Linked DNA regions of Mus musculus: regions 1, 2, 4, 5, 6 and 7 are each linked to region 3. The links are chromatin contacts, called in public HiCAR-type, HiChIP or PLAC-seq and promoter capture Hi-C maps. All regions are on one chromosome and are shown on one strand. Each heading gives the region's core, a stretch centred on a gene start, on an enhancer-like site or on the middle of the called end of the contact. The rest is flanking DNA. Distances are from core to core; before and after follow the strand shown.

What was found. Promoter capture Hi-C pulls out the DNA fragments that hold promoters and counts their contacts. HiCAR-type assays count read pairs that join an accessible place to other places. HiChIP or PLAC-seq counts read pairs in DNA pulled down with a chosen protein or histone mark. Capture Hi-C pulls out chosen DNA fragments and counts their contacts.
Region 1: a promoter capture Hi-C map of adipose tissue shows a contact between it and region 3, with 4 times the contacts expected there. The contact joins the promoter of Cfap36 here to the promoter of Psme4 in region 3. A contact is called at or near these places in 3 of 39 promoter capture datasets (the C10 cell line, hippocampal neurons and second pharyngeal arch cranial neural crest), 1 of 484 Hi-C or Micro-C datasets (CD4 T cells), 2 of 115 datasets of contacts at active chromatin or transcription factors (large pre-B cells and stem cell-derived neural progenitor cells) and 3 of 9 other capture datasets (adipose tissue, liver and macrophages).
Region 2: an H3K4me3 HiChIP or PLAC-seq map of pro-B cells shows a contact between it and region 3, with 6 times the contacts expected there. The contact joins the promoter of Pnpt1 here to the promoter of Psme4 in region 3. A contact is called at or near these places in 1 of 39 promoter capture datasets (pre-B cells), 2 of 115 datasets of contacts at active chromatin or transcription factors (the 230-238 cell line and pro-B cells) and 1 of 9 other capture datasets (adipose tissue).
Region 4: a contact with region 3 is called in a promoter capture Hi-C map of pre-B cells, with 2.7 times the contacts expected there. The contact joins the promoter of Rhbdf1 here to the promoter of Psme4 in region 3. A contact is called at or near these places in 2 of 39 promoter capture datasets (liver and pre-B cells) and 2 of 115 datasets of contacts at active chromatin or transcription factors (astrocytes and pancreatic cancer cells).
Region 5: a HiCAR-type map of astrocytes shows a contact between it and region 3, with 5 times the contacts expected there. The contact joins the promoter of Ccdc88a here to the promoter of Psme4 in region 3. A contact is called at or near these places in 1 of 39 promoter capture datasets (cranial neural crest), 1 of 115 datasets of contacts at active chromatin or transcription factors (astrocytes) and 2 of 9 other capture datasets (adipose tissue and liver).
Region 6: a contact with region 3 is called in a promoter capture Hi-C map of stem cell-derived epiblast-like cells, with 2.7 times the contacts expected there. The contact joins the promoter of Hba-x here to the promoter of Psme4 in region 3. A contact is called at or near these places in 2 of 39 promoter capture datasets (embryonic stem cells and stem cell-derived epiblast-like cells) and 1 of 115 datasets of contacts at active chromatin or transcription factors (embryonic stem cells).
Region 7: a HiCAR-type map of astrocytes shows a contact between it and region 3, with 6 times the contacts expected there. The contact joins the promoter of Ppp4r3b here to the promoter of Psme4 in region 3. A contact is called at or near these places in 3 of 39 promoter capture datasets (the C10 cell line, cranial neural crest and pre-B cells), 1 of 484 Hi-C or Micro-C datasets (CD8 T cells), 8 of 115 datasets of contacts at active chromatin or transcription factors (astrocytes, embryonic forebrain, embryonic hindbrain and 5 more) and 2 of 9 other capture datasets (adipose tissue and liver).

The regions. Positions count from the first base shown.
Region 1 is chr11:29,245,965-29,249,909 of GRCm38.p6, forward strand. Cfap36 (cilia and flagella associated protein 36) reads right to left here and starts at 1,308. Exons shown (of 10, transcript NM_025740.3): 1 at 1,051-1,308. The coding sequence starts at 1,165.
Region 2 is chr11:29,128,960-29,132,670 of GRCm38.p6, forward strand. Pnpt1 (polyribonucleotide nucleotidyltransferase 1) reads left to right here and starts at 1,785. Exons shown (of 28, transcript NM_027869.2): 1 at 1,785-1,959. The coding sequence starts at 1,799.
Region 3 is chr11:30,769,927-30,773,887 of GRCm38.p6, forward strand. Psme4 (proteasome (prosome, macropain) activator subunit 4) reads left to right here and starts at 1,849. Exons shown (of 47, transcript NM_134013.3): 1 at 1,849-2,298. The coding sequence starts at 2,057.
Region 4 is chr11:32,220,091-32,224,107 of GRCm38.p6, forward strand. It overlaps Rhbdf1 (rhomboid 5 homolog 1), which reads right to left and starts at 2,203. Exons shown (of 18, transcript NM_010117.2): 1 at 2,079-2,203.
Region 5 is chr11:29,371,177-29,375,084 of GRCm38.p6, forward strand. It overlaps Ccdc88a (coiled coil domain containing 88A), which reads left to right and starts at 2,482. Exons shown (of 31, transcript NM_001363368.1): 1 at 2,482-3,234; 2 at 3,331-3,431. The coding sequence starts at 3,172.
Region 6 is chr11:32,274,505-32,278,134 of GRCm38.p6, forward strand. Hba-x (hemoglobin X, alpha-like embryonic chain in Hba complex) reads left to right here and starts at 2,096. Exons shown (of 3, transcript NM_010405.4): 1 at 2,096-2,254; 2 at 3,065-3,269; 3 at 3,376-3,612. The coding sequence starts at 2,160. The coding sequence ends at 3,504.
Region 7 is chr11:29,170,533-29,174,481 of GRCm38.p6, forward strand. Ppp4r3b (protein phosphatase 4 regulatory subunit 3B) reads left to right here and starts at 2,444. Exons shown (of 16, transcript NM_134034.3): 1 at 2,444-2,915. The coding sequence starts at 2,774.

The DNA.
Region 1 (3,945 bases), core at 58-2,557, 1.5 Mb before region 3:
AGCTGCCTACCAAAACACTTAACTCGTGTTTGAACTTTAACAGTTAGAATAAAATAAAAGGTTCAGTGATCAAACAACATTCTTTCTTTACTAGATTCATAGAATTTTGGGTTTGAGAGAAGTCTTGCAAGACAATTCAGGATAAGAACCCTCTGTTAGCTGAATCTCAAACAAGCTGCATTGCAGTACAGTCACTGTCGAGTGTATGCAGATACTTCAAATGCCTGGGAACCCATTAACTTTTCAAGCAGGCCACCTCATCCTAGAAAAGTGTATAAAAGATTCCCTTCACTGAAATGTGTTCTCTGCAGCTGTGAGTCAGTATTCACTCACCCCAGCTCTATTGCACCGATCTTTACAAAAAGTCTGTCCCCCTAACCTAAGACACAAGTTCAGACGATATATATTGCTACCCTCCAAGTATTGCCTAGGCAAAAAAAAAAAAAAAAAAAAAACCAAGATAAAGGTTGGATAGGACATCGTTTGTGATTGCTTCTCTATGAACAGAGTCCAATTCGTCTTATGAACTCGGATATGAGCGTGATATGAACCGATCAGAAAGCACTGATGCTGGTCCTTCAAAAGAATGCCACATTTGTATATCTCGTTTGTTAGAAAGCTCTTCCTCCCCATCGCCTGCTTTGGTCCTGCCGGAGTAATCGAATGCCCCCCTTTGCAGATAAAATGGCCAGAGTGAATTTGTCATTTCATAGGCTGAGTCCACAGGGCGACATCTCAGGGGTCAGAAGGAACTCGAAGAAAAACGACGTTTTCCCCAAATAACTGAGGAAGATGCTGGTTACCCAAACAGTCCACTTGCGCGGGGTAGAAAGATACGGGGTGAAGTGACAGGCCGAACATGGGATTAAAGTCTAATGTCTTCAGGACAGGCGCTCGGGCAGAGTGGGTGAAAAGTCTTGGTGAGCAATTTCACGTCTGCAAACAAACGAGCCACTCGGGAAGGGATGTACGTAATTCCTTCTACAAAACTGTCCTAGGCCCGGCAGGCAGAGACAGTAATATTTGGCTTGTTCACAGTCTGGTTCTTACCTTCGCATTTCTGCTCCACAAAGTCCAAGATGGGGATAGACCAATCCGGGCCCCGCAGGAACCCAGCGATGCTCTCCACCACCCATTCCACTTCGTCCTCTTCTTCCGCAGCCATCCCGCTCGCACCCGGCGACGCGGACGCCTAGGCCGGATTCCCCCAGCCCTGTCTGGCCTTTCGGCCGCAGGAAGCGACGGAGAATGCGGGCAGCAAGGTCCCCGCAATCGCCGGGCCCCCAGGTTAGACACCACAAACCAGTTAACGTAAAATGGTCGCTATGACAACGTACGCAGCAGCCCGGAAGTGAGGCCTGAGTCCTGAGCTCCTGGAGGGGGGGGGCTGGATTAGGAACGTTTCCTATTGGCTAGAAGAGAACGGGGCAAACGATAGCCCTCCACTCATTGGCCCGTAGTTGCTAGGCTGAGAGCAGACGCGCGGGCATTGGCTACTGCGCTTAGAGACGGCGTTCGCGCTCCCGTGTGCGCGCGGCCCGTCTCAAAATGGCGTGCTGAAGGCGTGGCTTCCCTGAGGACCTCCTCCCACCTCATCCCTAGCGGTCTTCAGACCCCCTGGCCCTTGAAAACAAAATTGAGAGAAATATGCTCTGTGAGGTTTACTGATTGATTCTGCAAGCCGTTTGCTTGCTGTCTAAGGATGGGTCTAAGCTTAGTTAACAACAACTAAAATTAGGACAAGTATAAAATCAGTTAATCTCCATTTAATTAGGCTTTCATAGACAGTATTTAGAAAGTATCAAGGTTGCTCTCTTCCTACTTAAGAGCCAGAGGACTCCCAAGAATCTTATAACTAGATGTGGTGGCCTACACCTTTAATCCCAATACTCCTGATAGCCACAGGCAGACAGACCTGAGAGTCCCAGGCCCACCAAGGCTATATAATGAGAGTGGTGAGGAGCTGGAGGAGCAGACTCTACAACTTCAGTTTCATGAAAGTGGAAGTGGAGGACTCAGTGAGAACCAGAGGTGACTGTGTGTTGGGCCGACAGCACAGTACCAGGTCTGGTTGAGGGCAGGAGCTACATACAGCAAATGTTCATGGAAAGCTCAGGAGGAACTAAAGGGGTATTAGAGGCAGAGGACCCTGAAGATCTCAACGTTTCAGTGGTTCTCAACCTTCCTAATGCTGCAGCCTTTTAATACAGTTTCTCGTATTGTGGTGACACCCAACCATAGAATTATTGCATTGCTACTCCATATTGTAACTTTACAACTGTTGTAAATCTGGTGTGCAGGATTTCTGATCCGTGGCCCACAGGTTGAGAACTATTTCAATATATACTAAAGCTGTTGATAGAGGACCCAGCTCTCAAGTCAGCAATTAGTATGTTAGCTAGTTAATCTTGTCTTCTGTCCAAGAATTTCCTTATGGACGAAAAGGTCATTTCTGTGGGGATTTGTCTTGTCACCTGTCTCATCATTGAAGTCTCTGAGGACCACAAAAGCTGCTGAGCCACAAAAGTCATCAAAGGGGCTCCAGGCCCCTCCTTGCTGCCCAGCCTATGGCTCCTCAGGAGCTGTCCAAAATGGCGGTATCACAACATCTCAGCCTACAGCCATCATAAGAGCCGTAAGAGTGGTCCACAGTGGCACACTGCTTTTCTCACCTCATCGGGAGCTGCCCCTCAGGAGCTGTTCATAATGGCCACACTTTTCATGCCTCAGCCTACAGCTTTCATGAAGCACCACTGCAGAAGCTGTCCACCGTGGCAGCACCTCCTCTCTAGCCCCCCCCACACACACACACACACACACCACACACACCACACACACACACACACACACACACACACACACACACACACAAACAGCCCCACAGAGATGGAGCCTCAGGTAAAGCCAGCTACATCCAGGAAGGACTTCTCACCCTAACCCATGGGCCCGATGAAAGGAAAATGGGGTGAAAAAAAGAGCCACCAATTCCTGAGCCACCCCATATTCAAGACTTGAAATTCCACCAATTCTCACACTGGAAATCTCTGCCATGAGAAGTTCTGCCCTTCAGAAATCCTATATAAGCACTGCCCCCTTTGTCCAGGGCTCCTGGGTGTAGAGGGCAGCCATCCCTGGATTTGTCACTCCATATCCTGAACCTTCCAATAAATCTCTTTCATAAGATTTCCTGCCTGGTGTGACTCACCAGTCTGAAGAATCCAAGAAGAAGGGAAGCAATGAAAAGAAGATTCTAAGAAAAGGAGCTGGGCTGGCTGAGGCTCCTGAGCCCCTCAGCTCACCTGGGGATCCCCTGCTCTGAGAGCTGCAATGTCTCTGATGAGGAGGCTTCCTCGAAAAGCTGTAAGGTTCCATCCACTAGGATGATACCCTTCCACTGGAACACTGTCCCACCTCAGAGCTGTGTGTTTCCTGGGCTTCTGAATCCAAGAACACCCTTCCATCCAAGCAGAAACACTTACAGTAATGCTTTACAATTTTACTGTGTCATGGAGATGTGGAGTCTAAAGAGATCTATCCCAACCAAGCATAAGTTGGTAATAAGGTCACCACCTAGCCTCAGTATTCACGAGGGAAACCATTCATCTTCAGATACTTCAGATACTGAGCACTGAGACCCATGTGCAAGGGTTCCAAAAGTCACCTACTGTGGTCTTATGAGTGAGATTGTCCTCCATAAAGTCAAATGTTTGAATACTTAGTCCCTAGTTCTTGGCACAATTTGAGAGGATTAGAATGTATGATGTTGTTGGAGGGAACATGTCACCAGAGATGGGTTTTGAGAGTTTAAAGAGCCATTTCAAGTCAGTACTGTTTTCTGCTTGCAGTTCAAGATGTGAGCCCTCAGTTTCTGCTTCATCTATCAAGTCTGCTGCTTACCCCATGCTTCTGAAGCATGGCAGACAATTATCCCTCTGGGACTGACTG
Region 2 (3,711 bases), core at 535-3,034, 1.6 Mb before region 3:
GATTGGTCTGTAAGCTTAAGGCCTAAACTAGGAGAGACAAGGTGGTTATTGCCCAGGCGCTTGCAGGACTAGAACATGGAGCTCCCCCTGATATATGGTTATCTATGCTTAGGCAATAGGTCGCTGGCCACTCAGCTCTTATATCCCATGAGGCTAGACTCATTGCACGGGATAGAGTGAGTGTGCTTCAGCAGCCCGAGAGAGTTGCAAGGCTAAGCACTGCAATGGAAAGGCTCTGCGGCATATATGAGCCTATTCTAGGGAGACATGTCATCTTTCATGAAGGTTCAGTGTCCTAGTTCCCTTCCCCCAGGCAAAACGACACGGGAGCAGGTCAGGGTTGCTCTGGGTAAAAGCCTGTAAGCCTAAGAGCTAATCCTGTACATGGCTCCTTTACCTACACACTGGGGATTTGACCTCTATCTCCACTCTCATTAATATGGGTGGCCTATTTGCTCTTATTAAAAGAAAAAGGGGGAGATGTTGGGAGCCGCCCCCACATTCGCCGTTACAAGATGGCGCTGACATCCTGTGTTCTAAGTGGTAAACAAATAATCTGCGCATGTGCCAAGGGTATCTTATGACTACTTGTGCTCTGCCTTCCCCGTGACGTCAACTCGGCCGATGGGCTGCAGCCAATCAAGGAGTGACACGTCCGAGGCGAAGGAGAATGCTCCTTAAGAGGGACGGGGTTTTCGTTTTCTCTCTCTCTTGCTTCTTGCTCTCTTTTCCTGAAGATGTAAGAATAAAGCTTTGCCGCAGAAGATTCTGGTCTGTGGTGTTCTTCCTGGCCGGTCGTGAGAACGCGTCGAATAACATCAATGCTTTTATTTCCTTTTGATTTATGACTCAAAATTACTACTATTCTAATTATTTTAGAGTGACATTAGGAAACATAGACTCCTTCCCATTTTAATATACCTCTCCAAAACTTACAACTGAATGAATGGTAAATTATTCAAGGGGTTCTCAAAAAAAAAAGTTTTTTCTTGTTTTTTGTTTTGTTTTGTTTTGCTTTGCTTTGTTATGTTTGTGTCTAAGTGTGTGCGAGTTTGCATGTGTGTGGATACACCAGTGTGTGCAGGTGACTGGGCGTGTGTGCCTGTGTGCGCGTGCGCGTGTGTGTATATATATATATATATATATATATATGTGTGTGTGTGTGTGTGTGTGTGTGTGTACGTTAAGAATGTGTGGAAGCCAGAGGTTAAAGTACGGTGTCTTGCTTGATAGCGCTCTACTTATTTTTTGAGGTAGGGTCCCTTGCTGAACCTGGAGCCCTCAGGCAAGTCTAACAAGCCAGGATGATTCATGGATTCATTCTCAGCCTCTGAACGTTGGAATTACAGGTGGCCTTCCATAGACACAAACCTAGATCTTTAGGTAAGAACCAAATAATCGTGAGTTGTTCAGTATTTATTTACTGTTACATTTATTAAACACATTGTTCTAAGACTTTCTTTCAAACCGTGATAACACTAGCGCGCGCGCGCACACACACACACACACACACACACACACACACACACACACACGGCGCGGGAAGTATTAAAGGGCTTTCTTTAAATCTATACATTTTTTTTAAGGTAGTACTTATTTTTCACCGATAAGGGTGGGGGAATAAAAGCTGACTGAAAGAAACGCATTCTGGTGGTTTGACTCTGGCAATTACAGAAAGCCTGCAAGGATTGCTTTCCCGGCAGTTTGCAGGCTCCACGGAAACGAAACTGCGTCCGACTCCGCCCACAGGAGTGCTGGCCAATGAGGCGCTGCCCAGGCCTTCCACGCTCTGGGTGTCATGGCGGCCTGCAGGCTGTGCTGCTTGTGCCCGTGCCTCCGACCGCTGGGCTGCGGCCCCCTCGGCCGGCCCGGGCGGAATCGGGCACTCAGCTATTTGCAGATGCGAGCGTTGTGGAGCAGCACCGGATCCAGAGCGGTGACTGTAGACCTGGGACACAGGTGAGAAACGGTGTGAGTTCGCGGTTTTCACGCGGCGTCTGTCTTGTCCATTCAGCCCCAGAAGTCAAATCCCCCCCAGGGTAGGAATCAAGCAGCCTAAGTCTCTTAAGTTCTCTACTCCAAACCTAAGGTCGAGATTTCCTTTTTCCGGATTTAAAGTCTGTCTCCCTTTCCCAAGCTGGCCGCTGCCTTTTGCCTCTTCATCTTCCTCCTAGCCCTGCGGTGAACTTCCTGAGTCCTATTGCCTGTGCCCCAGACATCCTTTCTCTATTTTCCGAGACCTCGAGCTCTGAAGTAGGAAACCCTAGGTAATGCGTTATCGTTCCGTGCCCCAGGTCCACTGATGGCCGGTGTGAGCCGGAGATGAATGCCAGTTATAAGATGCACATAGTCCTGTTAAACCTGTAGTGAAAGTACAGTTACCATCCAACAAAAGGTCAAAAAGGCAAATTTCTCAGTTAACAAGACACACGGCGGGGGTGTATATGTGGATATTTTAAATAATAGGTTTTTTTAAAGCTTTTCCCTAAAGCTCTACTTTTTGTGGCAGGCCGCTGCCCCGTGTCCTCCCTTGGCATCCGATTACTCTTCCCATCACTGTGTTCTGCTTGTTCATTCTATCAATCTTCTTGTTTATGTTCATAGAGTATTTAGGTAGGCATTCACTCACATGGTTTGGCATATAGAAACTTCAGAACTCTTCCATTTATTCCCAAATGCCTACTTCCAAACCCCAGAGGCTAGCTATGCTATGGGTCCACTATGTATTTGGAGGTATTTTATACAATATAATATTGAAAAGTAAATTGTTATGAGACAAAGTAAACAACAACAACAAAACACCATAAACTTAATAGCTTTCTTGGAACAATCAAAATTACATGTAAACACCATAAACTTAATAGCTTTCTTGGAACAATCAAAATTACATGTACTCCCTACCCCCCAAAATCTTTCTGACTTTCTGCATTATTAGAATTCATTGAATAACATACTGTTTCAGTTCTGATATCGCAATTTGTCAGGTCGTTCAAATTTCCTTTGATATAATCTGGTTGTTGACAAACATGCTTTTATTCCACCATCAATTGCTAACTAATACCAACTCTCTGATTGCACATTATACTTTGTACACTAATAATATTTGTGTATTTCTATATATTTCTGTGCATATTAAAGATGCTGCATAGTTCAAAGATTTGAAAGACTTATTAGACTAGAGGCAAAGAGCTAAGACACATACTGAGAGACTACAGCTGGTAGTCCCATTTGGAGAGCAGCTGGAGGCCCATAGGGCCAAGCCAGAGGGTAGAGCTCAGCTAAAGATTGAGGGTCAGAACTGGGTCAAGATGGATGGACATATGAGTCTATTTTGAGTTTTTATTTTTATATGAAGTATGTGACCATCTCAACATCTTTGTTAAGTTTTTAAGCATTCAAAATGTTATTTATCAGAAGATAGTCTTTATTATTTTTAACTTAGCGTACAAAACACTGTTATATATCAGAACATGAAAGTCTTTGTAGTCAATATTCAAAAGTTTGTATTTTTTTCCATAAAGTAATAGAGAAATTTTAAAATTATTTTAATAGGGAAGAGAACAGTTTGTGTGTTGGGTTAATACAGCCAACAAAGCAAGGGACGATAAGAGACTGAGCTGAGTCATAAGATGGGAGTTAATAGTTAGGAATTCCGTTTTCTCCCTACCATACTTCCTTCTCCAGATGCATCTTTTGCCTTGGTTCTCATTG
Region 3 (3,961 bases), core at 599-3,098:
CTGTCCATTTATCCAGCTCCTATTGGTTGAGGTATTCAGCTGTGATAGAGGACTTGCCTTGCTTAACTTCAACACTCACGTCTTAACTTGCCAACCAGGATGCTAGTTACCCATGTACATGTCTCTTTCTGCCAAGTAGGATGTCAGTTCCCTGGGCCGTCTTGGGAAGTTAAACTTTACTCAATCTCTACTCAAAATGGAAGTCTTATTCCAAATAGCTTCTTTTATTGGTGTAGGCCTCTCTTTTATGTTGGGGTCTATTCCAGGGGCAGCTTATAAAAGCAAAAACCATAAAAGGTCATACACAGGTGCAAGAAGTGCTGTCTGGTGGTTGGTTCCAGTCCAAGGTTATTGCTGCTAACTATACAAAGCAGTTCTAACTGACTTATATTGTGGTTGGTTTCCAAGAACACCAAAACACAGAATGCCCCATCAACTCGGGCATGAGAAAGTTTCCTTATAATATTAGTAACAGCACAAAATGGGTGGCTAGACACAGGTCTTAACACATAGCAGTTTCATAATAGCCATGGCTACAGAGTAAAATCCAGTCTCAAAACAAAAACAAAAACAAAAAAACTAAAACAAAACAAAAAACCACAAACAAAAAAACAAAACCAAAAACAAAAACTAAAAGAAACAAAAGTAAATTTTATTATGCTGCCCTTAGGCTTATTGTTTTTTAGACATTCTCTTTTGAGATGGTGACTTTTTTTGTAAAATATTTTCTTGAAGATCTAGGGATGGAACTCAGCTTAGGAAAGAGGCCAACCACTAGTAGAACTCATAGACCAGCTGGTAATCCTTGTCTGTTTTTTCAGTTAGTTAGTTAGTTTGTTTTGTTTCGTTTTTTTGTTTAGCTCAGGTTGGCTTTAAGCTACAACCCTCCTGCTCTTGAGTTTCCAAATGCTGGGATGACAGGCGCATGTTACAATGTCCTCTCTTAGAAATTTCTTGTTATTTTTAAGATCAATCTCAATTCTCCAGCATTTACTTCTTAGTCTCAATACATGTATTCACTCCCTTCTGGCAAGCAATCTTTAACCAGCCTGAATCTTGAGTTATCAGAAAGCAAGCTTGCAGCCTCAGTCTTTTCTGTCAGCTGATAATTATTTCTTCCTCCTTTCTTTATCGAAATAACATTGCCATCAACCTTACAGATTAATTTAAAAATAACTTCTATGAAGGTGATATGCCTTCATTTAGAATTCCCAGGTATCTCGGTACTTATCCAGTATTTACCAATGCATTATCTTGTAATTTATTAGTTTGTTGCCAGGAAAGGCCTCTACGTCCTTAAGGGCAGAACTAGGCGTTCTTAAACTTTCTATAGGGACCTTAAATGAGAAGATGACACACAAAGTATATTTGTTGAGTAACTTTTTTGGAGGGTGGACGGGGAAATATCAGAAAGGTGGGGGGTAAAAGGACAGAGGAACACAGGGTACTATTGTGTATACAGATTCTTCCATACACGTTTTTTTAAAGATAGTGTCTCCTGTTGCCAGTAGGAAGCAGAGGTTGGCCTAGAACTCTTTGTGCTCATACTGCTTCGCTGTCCACACTCCCGCCCCCGGCTGGGATACAAGCTGCTCTTCCGTAAACTGGCCCAGAAGAGAGGATACTGAGCGTGGAGAGGTAGTCGGATTCCGTGTCTCTGGATCCTGCTGGAGCAGAGTAGGGTCTCTTGTTTCTCGCCGGCAGCCTCGCGTGGCAACCCCAGTCGCTGACACCAAACTCGGCTGACTGCAAGAAAGCAGCCAGGTTACCTCCTCCCCGCCTCCGTGGCCCCGCCCCGGAAGTGACTTGAGGCCGGTCCGGAACCTCCCGGCGCTGCGGCTGCAGCGTCACCAGAAGAGCCGGAGGGGTCCGGGCCGAGCAGCCGCTGCCACCGCCAACGAACCGGGTGCCGCGCGGGGTCCAGCAGCGCGCCGGGCAGCCGGGGCGGGAGGGGGGCCCAGCGGTCGGGCCGAGGGCGAGGCGACGCGGACGAGGCTGAGCCCGCAGCGGGGCGGGGGCCGGGGCCGGGGGTCGGGCCGGGGGCGGCCCCGGGCTAATGGAGGCTCCGGAGCGGGCGGGCGGCGGGGAGCCCCCCGAGCCTGGCGGGCGGCCGGTACTGGGCCCGCGGGCCTTCGTCCCGCAGAAGGAGATCGTGTACAACAAGCTTCTGCCCTATGCCGAGCGGCTGGACGCCGAGTCCGACTTGCAGCTGGCACAGATCAAGAGCAACCTGGGCCGGGCCGTGCAGCTCCAAGAGCTGTGGCCCGGGGGCCTCTTCTGGACGCGGAAACTCTCCACGTAAGTGGGCTGAAGCCGTCGGCGGGCCGGGCTCTTTGTCTGCGCTGCTGGTGCTGCTCAACTCTGTTCTGTCCAGACGGCGCTGACCTGGTGCAGGATTCCAGGGGCGCGGCCGAGTCCGGGGAGACCCAGTCTCCTCGTTGCTTTCCGTGGGACTTCTGGGTCCTGTCGGTCGCCTCTCACGATCAGCGTTCTGGTCCTTTCTCTTGACGTGCCAGGCTCTGGGGAGCCACAGGCGTACCCGGGCATAGGGACGAGCGGCTCCCATTGGTTCTCCCTGGGGTTCTGCGCTTGGAGCTGCGGGATAGAGAGCTTCGGTCTTTGGGGAAGCGACTCCTGTCCTTGCTTCTGTGGTTTTTTTGGGTTTGTTGTTTGTTTTTTGTTTTTGTTGTTGTTTTGTTTTGTTTTTCCTTCCTCGTCGATCCACTTTACACTTCTTACCGTAGGAAGTAGGGACAGTAAGAGGTTGTGTGTGTGTGTGTGTGTGTGTGGTGTGTTTTTCTGTGTTACTATGTTTCTTGGGGGTCTGGGTTGCTGTTCTGGCTTCCTGGATTTAATTGAAACGATTCGTTTCAAATGGACAGTCAGCGCATTCTCGGATTGAGTAGACGTTGAGAATGTTGTCTTAGAATTCTAGGAAAAGTGTATGTTCCTGTTGTGACATTTCCTCGGTCACGACTTCGCTTATTCTAAGGCAAATAGTGAAGAGCGCTGTTAGGTTGATCCCGGGCTTTGTTGGCCAGACTGTGTGGTTTTGAGTTGGTTAGTTCTTTTGTTTTCCGTACGCACTAGCCGCAAATTATAGCGTCATTAGAATTAGAACGGGGGAAAAGTAATGATGGAGCAAAAAGTTTGGAGAGGTCATTTGCTCTATGCGCGCCTTTACTTTGGCAGAACTTATTATATAAGATTTTTGCTGTTTTGTTTGGTACGCTACATATAATTTGGTAAGACTATGTTTATGCATATGGTTACCGATAAGTGATTGCACAGGGCATGTCATTTGTGTTCCCCAGAATCTGCTGAGTGAGCTGGGTGATGACTCAGGGTTTTATAATACAATAGTGGGCTGTATCTCTCTTCGGGATAATTTTTATGTGCTAATTATTGGGGGGCTTCTGACAAGTTTTTTGTACTCTTCAACCGAGTGAAAAGAGCTCTTTTACTTAAAAGATGCAAAACTAAAGCACTTAATTTGTCTTTCTTAGAGTGACCATAAAGTGGTCACGATTAACAGCTCTGTTGAGTGGATTATAAAGAAGTTTATGGTATTAAGGATCCATAAATGTGGAGATCAATGTAATCAAAGAAAACCCTCTTTTTAAAGGATTAAAATTGAGTTACTTTGTGTGTTCTCCTTAGGTGTTTGTGTAACTTGAACACAGTAAAAATGAAGTTTGTTAGTCACTTTGATAGACTTGCCAAGGAATATTGTTTTCAGGGAATATATGCAACTTTTCTTTGGTGTATAATATGTGTATGTATATGCCAATTTGTGAAGACATCCAGCTTGGATTTATAAGCACAGTTAAATGTTTATTTTCCAATATCTGGTTAATGAGTTTGGTAAATTAGCACTAGGCTTTGTTGCTGTTTTGCCTAAAGTACAAGTATTACCAAGAAATAATAATGGAGTTACCATGCTTGATGTGTAGAGCAGTAT
Region 4 (4,017 bases), core at 953-3,452, 1.5 Mb after region 3:
GGGGCTCTCTCATCCCCAGTACACACTAGATTTTGGCCCCTCCCCATCACTCCTCACCAGCCACCATCTCAGAGAGGCACACAGAACAAGAGATTCACTTAAGTCTGTAGGGAGCTCCTAGTCCCTAGAGGAGCCCTGGGACCCAAGGGACCAGGGATGGCAGAGCACATGAGAGCAAAGAAGCCATCCCTGGGGAAAGGCACCATCCATAGCTCAAAAGCACACATAGCTCAGGGGGTCTCTGATACCAGTCAAATTCCTGGATCCAGGTGGGGTTCAGAGGGGAAAGGGGACCTGTCTAAGCCAGCCACTCAGAAAGGGCTTGGAGTCAGGAGCTAACTGTAGGTCAAATTCTGGATTAGTGTCCACTAAGATGGACACTTCTGATGCCCAATCTGTAGTCCAGCTGAGTCTCTGAATGGAGGAGGGGTACAGAGTTCCCCTGTACTGACTCAGAAACCCCTCCCAGAACCCAAAGGAAGCAGGACAAAACTGGAGAGGCTCCAGAAGGGTAAACTGAGTCTGCAACAACAGCTTCAGTCACCAAAAGCCGGGGACACCTGCCTCAGACCTGAGCCCAACGAACCCTGTTGATGTTATAACCGGTGGCAGAAGTAATCACTCCTGTCCTCCCATTTTACAGATTGACTCAGAGAGGCTTTTTACTGCCTGAGGTCACAGGGCCTCAAGGGAGTTCAGCACCTCGGCCAGGTCTGCCAGGGAACTGGGAGGGATCCTTAGCTCCAACGGCTGCAGAGCACTTGGGGCTGGGCAAGGGAAGGGGCTCCGCTGAGGACTAGAGCTAGGGCGATAGGAGGGAGGGCCCTGACTGTCCCTTAATGGGAGACCCAAACCAGCACCTCTAGACCCCGAGGGGAGCTATACTGGCTCACCCAAGTGGACTTCCCAGTAAGGCTCCTGCAGAGGAGCTAGCCAGCCATGGAGGCTGCCTGGAGTTCTGTGGACTGGTGCCAGAACCTGTACTACCCTACCCTGTACTGTACTGGACCTACCCGACACCCTTGCCCTCTTACCCGGATTGCCCAGAATGACCCTGGTAAGCATAGGGCTCAGCCTCTGCAACCTCTTGAGAACTGGCCAGCTGCTGAGTTCCCCAGCATCCTCTAGGCTTAAGGGCGGGGGCAAGGGGCTGAGGCTCGCCCCATGGAGGTGGGGAGCACCTAGCCTGGGACTGCCCCGACTTCTTAGCTGGTCTAAACCTGAAAAGCCAGTTTCATCCTAGAATCTTCTCCCGGCTTCAACAGGAAGTGGGGAGGGGGGGCTTTCCCAGGACAGAGCGGGGGGCCTCCGGATCCAGGCCCCGCCCACGCAGACAGACACACTACTCCAAGAGGCACACGGAGCAGGAACTCTGGTCCGGACTATCTGAGCGGAAAGAAAGCCTAGGGGGAGTCCCTTGACCGTTCTCCACCCAGCTCTACTAGCGTGCTCCCAGCAGGACAGACAGGCCCTCTCGCCTATCCCTGAGCCCTTGGGGTCCGCGGTCACCCCACCGCGCCCAGGCCTACTTCAAGATCCCGACTGTGGCCTCGGGCTCGCCCCCGGGGCCACTGTACAGGGCAGGAGATGTCTTTGGAGGCACTTCCCGAGTTTGCCGATGCGAACCGGGCTGAAACGGGCCGAGCAGGCCCAGCCGAGCTCCCCGGCCCGCAGCTGCCACTGTTACTCCCGTGAGTGGGAGGAAGCGGACCCTGTGGCCCGAAGTCGCGCTCTCTGTGCAGAGTTTCAGACGCCACCTTCGGGGCCCTGGGAGCACGGAGGGCATGGGGTGTGGGGGCTGGCAGCGGAGGGGCCGCTCAGGGCGGCTGCGGCCCCCGGACTCCTGTCCCCGGGGACCCGGCGGGGCTGCTACTCCGCTGCCCCGCCCGCCAGGCCGCGCCGATCCGACCACGGGCTATTTCTGTGGGGCGCCGGGCTGGAATCCGGGCCGCGCCGCCTGCGCCGGCGCTCGGGAAACTCCGCGCACCGACTGCCAGCGATCGGCGGACACGCGCCAGAACGCAAGCTCCGCACTCGCCCGCCCGGAACCCCGCGCAAAGACCCCGGCCGCCACTCACCGCCGTAGGGTCCTCAGAAGGGTCTGCACCGGCTGCTGCCGCCGCTGCGGGCCGGGAGGGCGCCCGCGCCTAGTCCCTGCCTGCGCCGCCCGCGCGCCGGCCCGACCCGTCCGCCTGGGAATGCCACGGGCCGAGGGGCGTGCGCGCCGGGGGCGGGCCCGGCAGAGGGGCGGCCGCCTGACTCAGGGCTGAGGAATGCGCGCCGCCCGCTGCCAGCCCCGGGCGCCTCCTCCGGGAAGACCTCCGGCTGTGCTCTGCCAGGGGTCCCGCAGAGACACCTGTAGCTGGGAGTCGGGCTCGCCAGCGACCACCTTAATCATAACATCTGTCTTGGACTCGCCTTTCCATACTCCTTCATCTTGTGCTGCCCCTGTGCTTGGGAAGAGAGGAAGGGGACCTCCAAAGCAAGAGGGTGGCGTGGGAAGGGACCTAAAAGGCAGATTGAACGCCCCTTCCGAAGGCACGCACTGGCACATCACTGAGGGTCCCGAAGCTCTCACTTGTCCTGTGCACACGCGCCTGATCTTTCTAACAAACATTCATGCATTCAGGCCTCTCGCACCTGTTTACACAGACACGTGCGCACACCTATTCAAAATGCACTTCCATGGGCTCACACTCTCTACCCTAACACATTTATAAGTGTGCACACTCACGTTCATACACTGATACACCATTTCACAGGAACCGCAGCTCAGCAATTACCCCTTCCCCTACTTCTTTCCCAGCAGGTACAAGGGTTAGACTACACCTGCCACCCCTCAAGCCATTACATCCGCGCATGCGCTCACTCTTCTCTCTTCAGCCTCAGTGCTCACGTATAACGTCAGGCACGGTTCATCACTCTGTATACTGGACAGGAAGTGCTTCTTTTGCTCTCGGCTGAGGCTGAAGGCTGAGGGAGAAGAAAGCTGTCGTGGTGCAGATGTTCTGGGCTCCTGTAACCCACACATGCCAAGCCAGAGATGGGACAGTCTTCATGCCTAGCATTCTTGACTCATGCTAGGAATAAGCAGGGTCTGGACGCCCAAACTGGGCTGGCTGGAGGTGCGGGGGTTGCATCCTTTCTGGAAAATCAGGGAACCGGCCACAGGAACCGGGCATCTGGTGCCTGTAGGTCCCTACTCCTTCCTGCTGTGGATGCTGCAGGGTCACCTAGACCTTTGTTGAGACCTAGAAATCTATTACCAGCTGCAAGAAGTCCTACAGGAGACTCACTGTGAAGACACACCCAGGGGTCAGTCGTCTTTTCTTACAGAAAGAATTCTTCTGTGTTTATTTTTATCTCTGTGTGTGGTTGCAGGTGCCCACACATGCCAGAGGGGGCATCAGATCCTCCTGGAACTGTAGTTATAGGCAGTTGTGAGCTGTCCAGTGTGTGTGCTGGGAGCCAAGCTCTGGTCCTCTGTAAAGGCAGAAAGCTCTCTTAGCTGCTGAGCCATCTCTCCAGCCCAAGTCATCTTCAATGCAAGAATACCACAGTGCTGTCAGCACACAGTGACAGAAAAGTAGCTTTCCAGGACTCATTGCTCCATCGACCTTGGAGTTCCCATAGTGCAGGGGAGTCTGTGACAGCCCCCGCCCCTGGCAAACCCCTCCATGTCCATCCACACACACAGGCGTTGTTCCTGAGAGCATGATGCCTACAGACAAATGCCCATCTCAGCATATGGCTTCAGGATTCCCCAGGTGAAACACATCCTCAAGTCCTGAGTCAGGGCATGGACAGTTTGAGCAGAGGAGTGTGGACAAATAGTCAAGCCTTCATCCAGTCTCCACAGACCCAATTCTCCACAGTCCCAGAACCTCCTACCTGCCCTATTGACCTAAGCTTTGGGTGGAAGAATCCAACCCGTGGCTTCTCACATACTTTTATTGACTGTGCCGAACAGAAGTCAGCTGCAGTTTCTAATACTCTGGAACTGGTGAATAGGTGTTG
Region 5 (3,908 bases), core at 1,232-3,731, 1.4 Mb before region 3:
TTAACTCCTCATGTTTCTTTCTTTCTTTCTTTCTTTCTTTCTTTCTTTCTTTCTTTCTTTCTTTCTTTCTTTCTTTCTTTCTCTCTCTCTCTCTCTCTCTCTCTCTCTCTCTCTCTCTCTCTTTCTTTAGTGTGTGTGTGTGTGTGTGTGTAAGCATCTGGGCTATCTGGTTCCAGAGGGGAATCCAGTTTTCTGTGAGGGATGGTTTGAGTACTAAACGTAAACTGGATAAATAATGATAAGTTAATGTAATGTTCCTGTATTAACCCTTCAGTCAACACTGTCCAGAATGTCTTTTGCCTGATGTGCTTGGTATTAGTTCTTTATGGGTTTTCACTTTTAAGGGAAATAAATCCATTTGTCTTACAACAACCTTAACATAGTTATGGGTACTTTCATGTTGTCAGATTTCTGAGAGATTACAAAGAAAAGGAAAAATGTCAGGTATTGGAGCTCCTAAAAGCCATGCTTTCATATGGGCGTCACCTCTCCCTCTATACCCCACTTGCTAATCAAAGAACTGTGATTAAGGAAGAGTCAGCAAGAGCAAAAGAAAAAGACTGTTTATAACCAGGATGACTCAGGATTTCTGCATAGGCCAGGAAAATTCGAGGCTATGCTCTGTACTACATGGATTCAGTATAATCCGAAGTATGATGATTTTAGAAGGCCTTTCGTTTGCAGATACTCCAGAAGCAAGGCATTTTTTTTTTCTCCTGCAACTGAACTCAAGTAGAGGCTGTAGTGTTCCAAGTTGTTTATAAAGATTAGAATTCCGGGGAATAATGACCACAATGCTACTGCTTGCAGTAGCAGATCATTTGCAATGAACTGCCATCTCATGGGTCTTTATTGTTTTTTCTTGCTTTACATGGGAAGAGAGGGGCTCAGTAATGTGTCTAGGTTCACACAGCTAGTGAGTCTTGCTATCAGAAATCCTGAAGGTTCGTGCCCCACGTTGGACGCAAACAAACTTTTGCTGGGCGTGGTGGTGCACATCTTAAATCCCAGCACTTGGAAGGCAGAGGAAGAGGCAGGCAGATTTCTGAGTTCGAGGCCAGCCTGGTCTACAAGTAAGTTCCAGGACAGCTACACAGAGAAACCTTGTCTTGAAAACAAGCAAACAGACAAACAAACAAACAAAAGAAATCCTGAAGAAATTGTGGTGTTTAATTTAGTATATGATAAAACATGTTTACTGTTACCTTAAATTATGAGAGATGGAGAGATGACTCAGTGGTTATGAGCTCTGGTTGCTGGTGCAGAGGACCAGGGTTTGATTCCTGGCATCCAGTGGCTCATGGCTGCCTCTAACCTCTGTTCCAGGGAACCTAGTGCCCTCTTCTGACCTCCACAGGAACCAGGCACATAAGTGGGGAAGAAACATACATCCAAGGCAAAAATTCATACAATCAATGAAAAATAAAACATACAAAAATAGATATCATTAAACATATGAGTAGTCAAAGAGGATAGGTACTTGTAAGCACTGTGCAAACATAAAATGCATTGTAATATCACAATACCATATTGTGTTTGGAAAAAGATGTTTTCTATTCCATCTTATCCTGGACATGCTATGGGTATGAGGAAGAATAACATTTAATTTGCTGTGGAACTGTCATATTTTGATGGGCCCTCTAGTACATAAGATAAATGATTTTTAACAAATGTTTGTCACACAACTTGGATGATTTCTAAATATTTTCTCTTGTGGCTCTCAATTTGGATTTTTTTTCCCAGTGACCAAGAAGTCAAAAAATAATGCCTGCATCATGGAAACTCCAGTCAGGAAATCCCATGTTGAAAGGCAGCTTTGGTTATTCTCGACTCTTATAAATATTTCATATATATATAATATATAAATTATATAAATATATATTATATCTATAAATATTTCATATATATATGAAAAGACGGGAAAACAAAAACAACCTCCATCCCCCCAAGATGTGCTTTTGCTTCTTGCTGCAGCTTTCCTAGGCCTTTTAGGGGGCGAGAAAGCATGTTTAACAGAGCAAATCAAAGTGTCCGAAAGAGGATGTCTGCACCCCTCGTGTTTAAAAAAAAGATGGGTTTCGTTCCTTTTCCTTCACACATGAAAGAAGGCGCTCCAGGAGGAAAGAAACCATAATTAGACATGAGCGAGCAAGCAGACAGACCCGGTTCCTCAGTCTTGCCCGGTTCCTCAGTCTCGCCCCCTACACCCTGGCATCCGTCCGGGGCGCGGACTCGACGCGGGCCCCCGCCGCAGCTGCATCGTCCGCGCGTCCACGCTCCGCCAGAATCTGGGCGGCGGCGGGCCGGCCGGGGGCGCGCTCACGCGGGAGCGCGCTCTTGCAGCGGTTTTCTTCTCCCACAATCCAGAGGTAGAGGCGCGGGAGGGCGGGGAGTCGGCGGAAGGATACTGGCGCGGAGGGAGTGGCGCGCTCGCCCGCCAGGCCGGCGGCGGGTGTGCTGCGGCACTGCGGTTCCGAGGCCGTTACCCTAGCTCCTCCAGAGGGCGGCGGAGGAGGCTGGAGCGCGGCAGCGGAGCGTCCGGGCGTCGCTGAGGCACACGGAGGCTGGCGGGGCTCCTGCAGCCGGACGGTCAGGGACACGCCTCGGTGCTCCGGACCCCGGCCAAGGCCAGGGCGCTGAAGCGAGCGCGAGGCCGCGGAGGGATGCTGAGCGCCTGGAGAGGGGCGAGCCGCGCCTGAGGCTGTGAGGTTGCGGGCAGACGCTCCCAGCTCTCGGCGCCCGTGCCCACTGGCGGCCGGAACGCCCAGAACCGCTCGCCCAGGTCCAGCCCGGCCCCCTCGGCCCCCACGTTGGGCTTGAGTTCTTGGCGGCCGCTGCGCTGGCCGGCTCCCCCCGGGAGCGGGGCAACCTTGACGGGCTTTTTGTCTCGTGCCCCGGCCGCTCTCCGCGTCCTCCTCCTCCAGATGCCTTTTTTCTGCCCCTCCTCACCGGGTGCAGACTGCCAGCATCGGCTGCGGCTCAGCGCGGGATTCGGGCTCGTTTCCCCGGGGGGGCTAAGGAGGGACAGCTCTTCCCCTTCTTCGATGGGATTTTCCTCTCCTGCCGGAATGAACTTTCATTGATTCCGTCTTCTACATTTACTGACCAATTCCCTGGGCGTATTTGTGGTACTTCCTCCCCCCGCCCCCTCCTGAATATATAATCTGTAAAATGGAGAACGAAATCTTCACTCCCCTTCTGGAGCAGTTCATGACCAGCCCCTTGGTCACTTGGGTAAGGAAGATGTCCTTTATGGTATATTTGGCCGTGTTATTTGTGGCTGCAGAGATGGAGGTGGGCGTTCACGTCGTGATAATCCTTCTGTTCTAGGTTAAAACGTTTGGACCTCTGGCTGCAGGAAATGGGACTAACCTGGATGAGTATGTGGCTTTAGTGGATGGGGTATTCTTGAACCAGGTCATGCTCCAAATGTAAGTGTCTTCTTCTTTCTTGGTAACTTATATTCTTTGAAACATTACATACTTTGAACTTAGATTTCACGACTTAATTTGGTTCTTTGGCCAGAAAAAAAAAAATCAGGTAGTTTAATTGGATCTTGGAAGGAGCGGTATTCTTATGTGCCTGCCCCATTTATCACAACCAAATAGTTATACCTGTTAAAATTGGTAAACTTTATCCGTGACTTTGCCAATTCTGTTTTGTCATTTATTGTCTTGACTGCTGAAATTCAAACTACATTGTGTCATCTTTGGTCATTTGGTAAAATGACGGAGATAGAGAAATCTTGTCTACCACAGGGAAAAGACTTAACTGAAGTTATATATGTGGAAAGATATTTATTAACCTTTTTAGTATAAGAATAAGTGGTTCAAAAATGGAAAGTGGTGAACTAATATGTTTCAGAAGTGAAAAATTCAGTTAACATTACAATTGGTCAGGAAGACTTT
Region 6 (3,630 bases), core at 846-3,345, 1.5 Mb after region 3:
TTGCAACAATTGACAGTGGAACAGATATGTATGGACATAAATAAATAAACAAACAAACAAATAAAATGGGCCTAACCCTCACACTTCATACAAAAAATTATCTCTCAAAATGAATCACCTATACAGACATAAAACAAACATGAAACTTTTAGAAGAAAATATAGATAAAAATCATTGTGTTTTGTGGTTAGGCAGTGAAACCTTAGACATAACTTTAAAAGAATTCTTTCTTAAACTGGGCATGATGACCCACACCTTTAACCCCAACACTAAGAGAAGTAGAAACAAGCAGATCTAAAAGAGCCAGCCTGGTCTACATAGCAAGTTCAAGGACAGCCAATGCTGCACAGTAAGACCTTAACTCAAGAAACAGGGCTGGGATTCTTTCTCCCACTTAATTTTGAGATGCGGTCTCACTATGAAGCCCTGGCTATCCTGCAACTTGCTATGTAGACCAGGTTGCCCTCAGGCTCACCAAGATGCCTCTAACTCTGCCTCTTGTATGTTGGCACTTACCACTAAGTATGTATGGTGCACTTACCACTAAGTCCACCCCAAAAGAATGAGTTCTAAAATAGAAGCTTGATTAGTTAGACTTGATCCAAATTAAAACGTTGACTTTATAAAAAGGACTATTAAGATGAACTGAGGGCTGGGTGAGATGCCATAATGTGTAGAGGCCCTTAAAACCAGGCTTAACAGTGTGAGGTAGTAGTCTTCTTGCCTCCACACATGTGCACATGTGTGCCCTTCACACACAAAACAAATAAATGATACATGAGAAATGAAAGACTATCTGGAAAGTGTAAACCTAGGGGAAGGTATTTGCAAATAGCATATCTGACCCCCCCCAAATGATCCAGATTATGTATAGAATGTCTATAAATCACTGGTAAGAAAATGGCCCAGTTGAAATGTGCACAAGGTACCTTTTATAGGTAGACAACGTGCTTGAGCAGAGACAATACCAAAGATGAAAAATAGGCACCCAGAGAGATCTTCCATCACTGGCCATTGGAAAAATTCTGTTTTCAGCCACCATGCTATATCATTACTTACCTATCCAACAGCTAAGATTCAAAAAAGGCTGGCATTGATACATAGGAATATAAAGTAGTAAGGACACTCATGAAAATGGTTTGGCAATTCTTTATAAGATTAAATATACACCTTGCATATGCCAGGAATTCTACTCTTAGATACAGATGTATCAACTGACACAGATATAGAGAAATAGAATTGTAAGCTCACACAGAGGTCTCTCTGTGAATGTGGACGAAGGACAAACTGCTGCATATTCATACCACAAAATAAAAAGTAGCCAACTACTGGTGAATACAAAAGCAGATGGATCTACAGGATATTATACAAGGGGAAAGAAAGCCAGTCTTAAAAAGGTAAAATATGGTATGATTCCAGTTACACACATTTTTGAAAAGGATGAATTAGGTTAGGTTAGGAGCAAGAGGAAGATGAGGGCTCCAAATGGGTGGCTGTGGAGTTTTAAGATGGTGGAGCTACATAGATCTATATATGTGTCAGTCCAGGACAATGAGCAAACCAACCTATCTCCATGTTAAGATAAAAACTAAGAGAACTGTGCATTTCATTGTATATTGGTTGGTATGGAGGGCTAGCTGGAGACTGGAGATCTTTTGTTGACCCGTTACTCCTCCTAGTGAGAGCAGACTTCCATGATCTTCCCTCAGTGCTAAGTGAGAGGAATTACTGCTTCCTTGGAGGGAACCCAAGAGTCACTGACATTAGGTGACAGGGATGGCTCAGACAATTTGTGATTCTGAAATGAGAAAGGACAGTGCAGGTCTGGATACAAGAATGACCTCCTGACATGGCTGGGCCCCTATCTCTCCTGGATTCTGTGTGGGACTAAGGCCAACACCCCTCCTAAGGCCATGGGCAGTGGGCAAGAGCGATAGCACTTGCCCTTACAGTCCCACCAAGCCCTAATTCCCATTGTTGCTGGCTCTGATAACAGGCTCCACCCTGCAAGCCCCCTCCCCTCTCCTAACCAGTGGCCACAGCCTGACAGGTCCCTGACCATGTGTATATAAAGGAGACACTGGGGACAAGCACCATCAGGCCAGTCTTGAGTGCACTCAACTCCAGCGCAGCCTCCAACCCTCACCACCACCACCACCATGTCTCTGATGAAGAATGAGAGAGCTATCATCATGTCCATGTGGGAGAAGATGGCTGCTCAGGCCGAGCCCATTGGCACTGAGACTCTAGAGAGGTAAGTCCAGGCACCATGGCTTGAGTAAGCAGGTCAGAAGAGGGATTGGTGAGACAGAAGTGACAAAGAGCAGTTAGTGAGGAGAAGCCACTGAGAAGGGGTCATGAGGACAGTATGGTCAGGACAGTAAGGACAGAGGCAGAGAGGACAACGTGGAGAGGACTGAGAGATCAAAGCTTGTGAGGAGGGGATCCAGGCAGGCAGACAAGCTGCTAAAGGAGGTGGGCTGGCATTCACAGAGCTCACCAGAGTCTTCCATGTGGCTCCTCAGGTATTTGTTGAGTGAATAGGAATGAATGGATGAATAAACAGCTATAGGTGGATAGAGAGTGAGTGGATACAGAGTGGATACAGGGATCTGCCATGTAGACCCTTGTGCAATAGGAAATAGTAACATCGCTCTTGGGGTTGTTTTTAAAAGATTTTGTGTGTGTGTGTGTGTGTGTGTGTGTGAGAGAGAGAGAGAGAGAGAGAGAGAGAGAGAGAGAGAGAGAGCGAGAGAGAGCGCAAGCGTAGGTGCCATTAGAAGCTAGAGGCATCAAATCCCCTTGCATCTTAGTTACGGACAGTAGTGCATTCTCTCCAGGGCAGTAAGTGCCATCTCTCCGAATGCTTTTTGTATTATTCAATGTACATTTTTTTGCATTTCATTTCCTTAAATACTATGTAAACCACTACTTTGTTTTCTGTCTGGTAGGTCTTTAAATTTGTATATCCCTTACATTTTGAGCCCAAGGCAAGAGCCAGTGTCCTAGCCCTCTCCCTAACCAATACTTACTTGTAAAACTAACGCTTTCTCCCGGCCCCTAGGCTCTTCTGCAGCTACCCCCAGACGAAGACCTACTTCCCCCACTTCGACCTGCACCATGGGTCTCAGCAGTTGCGGGCCCACGGCTTCAAGATCATGACCGCCGTAGGGGATGCGGTTAAGAGCATCGACAACCTCTCTAGTGCTTTGACTAAGCTGAGCGAGCTGCATGCCTACATCCTGCGTGTGGATCCGGTCAACTTCAAGGTGGGTTTATGAGAAGGGAGGGAGAGGTCAGCAGAGAAAGAGACAAGGAAAAAAAGCGGGTGGGGTCTCTGCTGCACTGAGCACTGAAATTCCCTTCCCTCCGCAGCTCCTGTCCCACTGTCTGCTGGTCACAATGGCCGCACGCTTTCCCGCCGACTTCACCCCTGAGGTCCACGAAGCCTGGGACAAGTTCATGTCTATCCTGTCTTCTATCCTGACTGAGAAGTACCGCTAAGCTCCACCGCCACGACCCCCATGACCAGCTATGATCCCTCTCCTCCCCTTTATTGAACCCTCCCTCAGGTCTTTCCCTGAATCCCTAATAAATGGTTGAAGAAGGAAATAACTGGTCCTGTGTATT
Region 7 (3,949 bases), core at 1,194-3,693, 1.6 Mb before region 3:
GGTAGGAGAAAGGGTTCTAATGTGCTTGCCGCCAAGACTGACAACCTGACTTTGACTTCTAGGACTGACTTCTACACTATGTTGTAGCACAGCCCCTCCCTTCACCAAATGAATAAATCTCATTTTTTAAAAGCTTCTATGGCAGTGATGAGATGTTTCAGCAGTTAAAGAATTCTGGTGGAGAACCCATCTGGCTATTCACAACTATAACTCTGGTTCTAGAGCATCCAAAACCTTCTGGTAACCACACACATACAAAAACACACGCAATAAAAATCTTTTTTAAAAATGTGTGGCATTTGTATTGTAATATAACTATATAAAGTATTATAGTAATATAATCCAAAAATGATACAAATTATTCTGCAGGACCTTATAGGTTATAAGCAAAACATATGCCATTTTATATGAAAGACTTCATCATACAGATATTGGGATGGATTTGAGTCCTGGAAACAGTCATTTAAATCATCAAAAGACAACTACAGTATATTTACACACACATTTGCACATGCTAAACTATTTCTAAAACAAAATACAGCATAAAACCTAGTGGAAAGAAAACAATGTTCAAAAATTACTTAACATTTTTAGATGATGATAGCAGCATTAAATCAAATGTACAAATGTATAGGACACACACCAAGGAACTGCCCCCAGTCTAACCTCACACACAGTGAGAATGAGAGGGGATCTAGTGGGGAGTGATATAGTCACTGTTTTCTGGAGAATAGCGGGAAGCGGGAGCTGAAGAGACTTACCTTGCATTGCAGAAGTTCTTTGCCATTTTAATTTTTTCACATATAAAGGTATTACTTGTAAAGATCAAGGACATCAGGGGCTCATTTGGGCTACAACCTTTTGGAGTTGTAGTTTCCTTGTAAAAGACTCTGGGGGAAGGTATGGCTATGGCACAGTGATGCTTCCAGACTACAGCATAAGCTGGATGGACCCTGACCAAAACATTCTACAGAGAATGCTCTGGGCACCTGAAATTTCTGTCCTAAAGGCTGAGTGGGCTTCCAGGATCTATCCAGTGCTCTTGCCAACGTTCTTTTCTCCTTTAGAGTGGGCAATGAAAAGGATGCTTAGACAAATCCTTGGGTGTCCTCTAACATTGGGCTAAAACACTGACTCTGGAAAGCTTTCTATGGCCTTCCCCAAACAAGTCATATTTTCCCTGGTTCAAAGTACATTTTGTCCATATCAGTCACAGATTATCAGGGACTTATGTATAGTGATTCACGTCCTTTTATCATAGGCAGAATCCTGTTACATACCATAGGCTGCAATTTCCATATGCAGTCGTTACAGGCAAATGACAGCAGACCAGGCTAATTTTCTTGGTCCCTCATACATTTAAAGAATCGCAATGATAGTTCAAATTTTGAAATCCTTTTCAATCAAGCGACTATGTACATAAGACACCCTTTTAAACATGAGTTGCCGCCTAACCTCGTCAAATCATAAGCACACTTTGACAAGCATGGTGATGACTACAACTCCCGAAATACACCGCGGGATCAACATGTGCACCTGCCCCGTGTTCACCTTTCAGGTTAGAGCCAAGAGTTGAGGGACCATATAAGAGAACGGAGAGGCGGCAGAACTACGCTGGGAGCGGATGCCTTCGGGCGAGCGTCACGCTCTGAGCGACGTTAACTTCACGCTGGAAACCGTTCTTGCGGCACATGAAGCTGAGAGCTCCCCGAGGATTGTGAGGCTGTACGCCTGTGCTTGCCTCGTCGCTGCCGCCGGTCTCTCTGAACCTTTTAATGGTCCGTGGTACCCGGCTAACGGAAGAACGCTTCGGCGGGAAATAGGAACTGTCAACGCGTTTGTGGAACATTAGATCGCCCACTGCTCATCGTGGCCATGGAACACCTTCCCGGCAGAAGCCTCGCAGATTCTATAACGGATTTTAGTGGGTGAAGGCTCGACCTCCCATCGTCTTCACGAATGACTCGAACACCCTCACCCCGTCTCAGTCCTTTTCGGGCTGTCAGCCTGAGTCCCTACACTTGGCTTCACTCTAGTCCTGTGCACGCATTCGGACTTCTCAGCCTGGCTCTGTTCTGCTGAGAGCAAGTCCAGAGTTGACAACCCGCCACATGACCAACATCAGCCCTACAAATCCCGAAGAACAACTCGGCAACTCCATCGCCAAGGCAACCTTCTACACACGCTTCCTCCCGGCGCAGGTAGAAAAGCTCGCGGGACTTCCCCGCCCAACTGAGATTCCCGAATCAGGAAGCGGGGCCGAAAGAGGAGGAAGTCCCTCCTTGGCCGGCTCACCTCGGCGGCGCACTCCTCGCGAGATCGCCGAGGTCTGACTCTCCGGAAGTGTGTTCGGAGGTAAAGGTACTGTGCGTTGGGCTCGTCGGCCGCCGTAGCCCCTGCTAGGGCAGCCCGTACGAACCTGCTGGAAGAGGAAGAGAAAGGCAGAGAGTCGGGTTACAAGATGGCGGATCTGTAGTAGTAACCGCGGCGGGCGGCGGCAGCGGGAGAGCGAGCGAGCTCCGGGACGCAAAAGGAAGGGAGAGTGGTTGTGCGCCGCGGTGAAGGGAGGGGTAGCGGAGACCACGAGCGGAGGGCTCTCGGTGGCTCTGGTCACCCCTTCTCGCGGCTAAACCTTTAGAGCCATGGTAAACTCGGGCCTCTCCAGAGTCGCTGCCACCACCGCCGCTGCCGCCACTACCGGCTCTCAAGAGTGAGGGATACCGGCGAGGTGAGCGAGGAGGTGGCGGCTGGAACGGTGGGGCCAGAAGCCACCATGTCGGATACACGGAGGCGAGTGAAGGTCTATACCCTTAACGAAGACCGGCAATGGGACGACCGAGGCACCGGGCACGTCTCCTCCACTTACGTAGAGGAGCTCAAGGGGATGTCGCTGCTGGTTCGTGCCGAGTCCGACGGTAAGGGTATTGGAACGGTGGGGTAGGGGATAGTGCATCGGTTGCGGCACAACCTGAGGGTTAAGCGCTGCGCTCCGGTACTGTATTCTGACTAGCACCACTAGGGACAGCGCATTGGTCTTGAGCCTGCCCTTCTTTACGATAAAAACAAACTGCTGGGCCTGGATTTACTCTCTGTCAGACGTGAACTCGCAGTTCTCCGCCTCCATCCCTATTGAGGATTTGACTCCTTCTCCCCCCCCCCCCACCCCCCCATCCCAACCCGGTAGTTGAGGTTTAGAATGTATGAGTGGGAAGTCAGTAGAAGACCAGGTAGGAATATCGCCCATGAGATGACCCCCGACTCCCGAGCCGCTTTAGGTACAGTCCTGTCGGTTGTACCTATGTAGCATAAAAGGTTTAGAGAAACTCTGCCTTAAAAACAAGTTTCAGTTGTTCCAATCGCCAGGTGCTGGGGAAAACTAAAACGGACTTTCTCTTGGAGTTACTACAGACTGTTGCCACGAAACACACAAGCACGTACATATTTATTGATTGATCCCTCCAAGGCTGCCGTTGTAGGGAGTGAAAAAGTGGGTTCCACAATCTCGGCAAGTTAGAAAACTAAAGCGGACTGTGAAGTTGTATTTGTTGATTGCAGAATTCATAGAAACCATTTTAATATTAAAAACTGACAGCCATAATAAAAAAGCTACTACTTATATATACTCAAGAGCTGCCCAACTGGAACAGCTAATGCATTCAAGAAATAAAAGAATAGCAATCTTAGATCATTTTGGGCAAATGTTGTACTAGTGCAGAGTCCCTCATTAGGAGTTAAGAGGCATTTATTTCTACATTATGAAGAGGAGGGTTTGTCAAAGGAAAAGGATAAATATCATTTGTATGGTAAGTCTCTCTGGGGTCCTTGTAATTTGTTTTGTTAGACAGGAAATTCAGTGAAACAGCTTTTGTTAAAGTTTAGTCTTCAAATGGTCAATTAGACCTTAAAGGTTTTAGTTACCTCATAGTCTGAATATTGATTTCACATTTCC